Linked DNA regions of Xenopus laevis: region 2 is linked to region 1. The links are chromatin contacts, called in public Hi-C maps. All regions are on one chromosome and are shown on one strand. The core of a region is the stretch at or near the end of the contact, and the rest is flanking DNA. Distances in the headings are between cores, read along the strand shown. Region 1 holds the start of irx2.L (iroquois homeobox 2 L homeolog). Region 2 holds the start of irx1.L (iroquois homeobox 1 L homeolog).

What was found. Hi-C and Micro-C count contacts between places; a contact is called where the count stands out from the background.
Region 2: a Hi-C map of animal cap shows a contact between it and region 1, with 11 times the contacts expected there. The contact joins the promoter of irx1.L here to the promoter of irx2.L in region 1. A contact is called at or near these places in 2 of 4 Hi-C or Micro-C datasets (the XL177 cell line and animal cap).

Annotation. Positions count from the first base shown.
Region 1 is chr6L:71,461,685-71,464,384 of Xenopus_laevis_v10.1, forward strand. It overlaps irx2.L (iroquois homeobox 2 L homeolog), which reads right to left and starts at 1,260. Exons shown (of 5, transcript NM_001085766.1): 1 at 654-1,260. The coding sequence starts at 890. It overlaps LOC108719038 (a long non-coding RNA gene), which reads left to right and starts at 1,404. Exons shown (of 2, transcript XR_001936141.2): 1 at 1,404-1,542.
Region 2 is chr6L:71,975,303-71,978,002 of Xenopus_laevis_v10.1, forward strand. irx1.L (iroquois homeobox 1 L homeolog) reads left to right here and starts at 1,273. Exons shown (of 4, transcript NM_001088180.2): 1 at 1,273-1,861. The coding sequence starts at 1,589.

The sequences.
Region 1 (2,700 bases), core at 10-2,509:
TGTTCGTATCCCTCTGCAATGTGTGGAAATAAATAGAGCGATCGCTATTTGTGAAGCGTAGTTTGTACAGTAGGCGTGAAACAGTGTCACGCCAGAGCCTGGGAATCACTGAAGTCTTTTCAAAAATATTACAGTCTGTAACAATAAAATATATATTCTTATCTACATAGCAGTTACTTTCATATCAAACTAACATGACCAAACAATATATAAATACATTTCGCACATAACCACATACAACACACATTTTACATTTATAACCATAAATGCTGAGTTGTGATTTAAAGATTTGCCAGAGATTGCTAAGTGAATTAAAATGTCACGGTTCTAAAAGTCAGGATAATGTGGGGATCGCTAATAGGCAGAGCTGTGTGGGAGAGAGAGGGCAGCCCCGGGGAGGGTGGGAAACGCCGGCACAAAAATAATAAGAAATCGGCAATAAAAGGACTACAGAAGGGAGAGTTATAGAAAGGAGACCAGAAACACAAGGGGAGACAGACAAGTGAAATTTAGATGGGGCAGCAGCGGGAAAGTTGTAATGTGGGGGGGCACGGGGGTTAAAAAAACACAAAGGGACCTGGAAACAACCAACCTAAAAAGAAAGGGGCAGGGACTGGCAGAGAAGTTGGGGAAATGTCGCAGCGAGCTCTTACCATGTAAGAAGGGAATCCGGTCGGGTCGCTGGAGTACTGGAGGGGGCTGCTGAAGCCCGTGGCCGCTTGGGCGCTGAAGGCAGCCGATCCCGGGTAAGGGCTGAAGGCGGAGCCGGACGATGACCTGGCCAGCTCCTCGCTCCTGGGGGCGGCCAGCGCTGAAGCCCCGTACGCCGGGCAGGAGTAGAGAGCTAGTGAGCCGGGAGGCTGGTACAGGTAACCCTGAGGATAGGACATGGTAGCTCCGTTAGCAGAAGCACAGAATCGCCGGGGCTGACTGAGTTACACGGATCAGGGTGAAAAGGGGAGGGGGCAGGTCAATAACGACAGTGTTTTCTGCCCTTATTCTCTCTCAGCTGTGCCTTCTCGCTTCTGTCCTCACTCATGCAAGGAAATAAAAGTGTTCTGCCTCCACCCCTCCCCTCTGGGGCACCCACCAGCCGCAGATCAATCTGCTCTCTGTGTGATCATGGATAGGTAGAAATCCAATCAGAGAATTAGCGCAGAGGGGTGATGGAGGGGAGAAGCAGATCATGAGCTGGAGAGAGGCGCACAGGAAGGAGAAGCAGAGGAGAGTGATCAAGGTGCTCAAGAAAGTGGCTGCTGCATATGGAGCTCCCGCAGTCAGCCAGCTCCCCCAGCGCCTGCTGCCAGGATGGACTTTTTTTTCAGGCAGGGAGGAGTTCGCTGCTTATTGAGTGGAACCGGTTTGTATAAAGTGGGAGAAGCCGGTAGCAGAGGGAAGAAGCAAAGCCTGAGTTTTCAGAGGGTCATTGGAAAACTCAGCTGTCCATCATCGCCGCCTCATCAACATATCCTGAGGGCCCCGCCCTTACTCCGCCCCTTCCTTATTTGTAAGCGAGGAAGGGAGGCTGCAGGCTCCTGTAATGTAAGTAATTCTCCTGGCTGTGCATTAGCCGGGGAGCGAACGCAGGGGTAGGATCGCAGCTGTTTAACTTGCTGCGCCTGCTAGCCCTATGCACGTTTACAGCTACTGGCTCAAACAACACGTTTTTTTCTGCTTCTATAGAACTGCCTGTTTAATAACATTTGTCCGGGCATCAGTATATCTTTCATTATTGTTTTATTGAAAACAATAAGCTCTAGTTTAATGGTATTAAAATATCGAGCTTCTGTTCACCCCCGACTGCGTCTCTATAATTGGGACTCACATATATAAATCTAGTATTACCTCTTACGCACTTCTTATACACTATATACATACATATTAAATTCTTAGGTAAAATATTACCTGAGCCATACAAATCTTCACTGTAACAACTCCAGTGTATATTTAAATTTGAGTCATATTAGAGCATGGTGTATTGTACTGCTTATTTGCATTTTCTGTAGAACTGAGTGAATTACTTGTTTGGTTTCTTATGTAGTATTTTTTTCCAAAAGGTATAGGCATATCGCCTCACTTCTGATCTTTATCTGTGTAGGTGATGCTGAGCTATTATCATTTACATTATCAACAACCCCAATTAGCTAGAATCATAAGAGCCTGTTTTTTTCTTTAATGGCGTTTCAAAATGCATAAAAAGAAAAACACTAGGCGCCTGCAAATATTTCCTCCCATGGAGACAGGTTTCTACGAAGGCTGATCTACCATTTGACCTGTAGGGGGCACACTGTTCTAAAAATAGGAGTCCATAGGGACCTGTACTTCCAGCAAATATGACCCTATTTGCCAGCACAGTATCACCAAGAAATGAAATTCGGGTGCAGAGCATTAGTTCTAATAATATAACTAACCATAACCATAATTAGCATCAGATTTACAATACCCTGGACCGTTAATTGATATTAAAGTTATTCTGTGATAGGATCAGTAGTGTCCATATTATCTGACTAACAATCCTAGTTGTTACCAAGTTGCATCTAATATATATTTTCCTCTGTTCCTAATTAATTGTTAATGACAGTTCTAGAAAATAAAAATATGCTTTTGAATTCTACAGCTATTAAACTAGCATTTAGAATCGCAATTAGTTTTTTTTACATGTAAAATGTGAAACTGTGTAGAAAAGTAATGGTGAGTAAT
Region 2 (2,700 bases), core at 23-2,522, 510 kb after region 1:
TAACATATTTAACATGGTATGATCATATTTTACAAATAATAATATTACATGGTAATTAAAACAATGTCGTTATATGGATGGATAGATAGATAGATAGATAGATAGATAGATAGATAGATAGATAGATAGATAGATAGATAGATAGATAGATAGATAGATAGATAGATTTATAAGACATAATTTCATTTAAGAAAGAAAGAATATACATGAATGGATAGATGATACAAAAATAGATAGATAGATAGATAGATAGATAGATAGATAGATAGATAGATAGATAGATAGATTCCCTGTACCTGTGTGGTTTGGATTGTAGATGATTTCATAGTACAAACTGACACGTGTAAATAATGTTAATAACCACGAGTTTTCAGTGTTTTAGTGTTTTTCACACTATATAAATGAGATCATTTAAATATGTGGCATGTTTTCTGCTCATTTGCTGTGCTACGTGCATTTGTAAAAGTATATAAACTAATATAGAATATTTCTGCTAACGGTGTAATCGGTAAAATGTTGTATTCTTTTGTTTCCAGTCATCAATCATTAATCACCATAATGGCATAAATGTACAGCACGAAGATGTAATACTTGATATACTCAGGCTCTGTTACTGTCACACAAGGTTAAAAAAATCCCTACGATTTTGGCACACACCACAAAATAAATATGAAGAAAATTCAATCTTTCCCACTCTATGAAAGTAAAAAGGAGCCCCTTGTTACCTTCAGTCTCCACTTTTAATCAAGCGTCCCCTTTCCCTTAATGCACTGCTGTCTGTCTGTCTACCTGCCTAGTCAGGGAACTCCATATCTAAGTCATGTAATCTGGAATTTCCCCTTTTGCTGGGGCTTCTCAATAAAGACTGTACAGTAAAGGGAAAACAGCAGCGCAGTTGTTTCTGTTAAAAGGGGACACACTATGGGCAGAAAACAGCAAACCCCAATGTCGGACAGCTGTAAAATCGTGTAGACAGGTTGTCATACAGCAGTGGGGGCTTCTCTGAAAGGAGCCCATTGCTAAACATGAAATCCACAGTCCAGGCACCCAGGGAAGGGGGAGAAAGGGAGCCTCACTCACATCCACTTGCACACACACAAACATCCACTTTCTGTTCCAGAGTGAAGTGGCCCCAGCCAATGCTCAGGCCACATGCTCTAAAGTGGGAGGGGCCTGCAGCTCAAGTGGATGCCAATCAAAGCATCAACTTCAAATTGTATCTGAAAGATCAGCCCAGGACCTAAGGGCAGACACATCAGTTGGAGCTCAATTGTTGATCAGATCACATCTAAGGGATTTAGAAGCACAGAAGAGCAGAGATTTGAGGGGGCTAAAAAACACCCTGAGACACCCAAACGAATCCACACACCTCGTCCCTTTCTGTTATCCGAACTCCCTCTGTACAACGCGCGCACAGTGGGAGAGAGACTGCGAGGCTGTTGCTCACTTTTTGGCCCCATCCTTGGCCAATCCGCTTCTTTTTTTCTTAAGATCAATTTTTACCTCCCCTTTAAGATACCCTTTTTCACCAACCCTTCTGTACTTGCTGTTGTGCCCGGAGTGGCAGCGATTTCCCTGCCGGAGAGACATGTCCTTCCCGCAGCTGGGCTACCCCCAGTACCTGACCGCCGGCCAGGCTGCAGTCTATGGAGGCGAACGGCCGGGCGTTTTGGCCGCGGCAGCAGCAGCAGCGGCCGCAGCAGCAGCAGCCGGATCCGGAAGGCCGACAGGAGCTGAGTTGGGCAGCAGTTCTACCGCGGCAGTCACTTCAGTGCTGGGCATGTATGCCAGCCCGTACAGCGCCCCCAACTACAGCGCCTTTCTACCCTACACCACCGATCTCACCCTTTTCTCCCAAATGGTAAGTACCAGACAGTGCCTAAACTGTTTTCTTGTGCAACCTGTGTCCCTCTAGAAACTCCCAGCATCCCCTGACAGCAATAGACCGGGAGTAGTATAACGTGAGTTGGCTTCCCCAATCAAAAACATAAGTTCTGCCCAAGGCAAGCAACAGATCGCTGGTTTGGTAACAGTCGTGCTTTTTGCACAATAGATTACAAGATTATTATCGGTCACCTCCGCATCAAGGGCTTTATTAACGCTGAGTGCAATAGGAACTATGCGAATCCCCAAATCGTTGTCAGATAAACGCACTCCCGCACCCTTTAACCAGATTATATTGCGCCAAACTGGTCTGTGAATTAAATACAGTTGGATGGGAACAGAGGGAGGGTTAAGAGCGATTCTGTCTAGTCTGAGCTCCAAATGTTAATCTAAAGCCATTGTAATGCTCATGTGTGGTATATGCAGACTGAAGGGGAATATGTTTTATTATTATTATAAAGTAAAAATCACCTAACAATAGATGTGATTGTGACCTTTCAATGACAGAGGGGGCTTCTGCTCTGAAATGATTGTAGCCCTGTGTGCACTGTGCACATATGTGTGTTTATTCACTCTGACATCAGATTTGCATTAGGCAAAATCCAGAATGTGTTTTTACTTATTTATAATGGTTAGAGCCTCAGTGTTAGTACAATCTGGCCATTGTAATCAAAGCAGACAATTTCACACATTTTTGTGTACAATCAGAATTGTGTTACACAGAGGCACAGACACCTAATGTATTGAAATTGCACTGGGGTCTTATTTCAAGGTAATTTAATGTTGGCGTAGTAAAATGAACCATTCCAAGGTAAT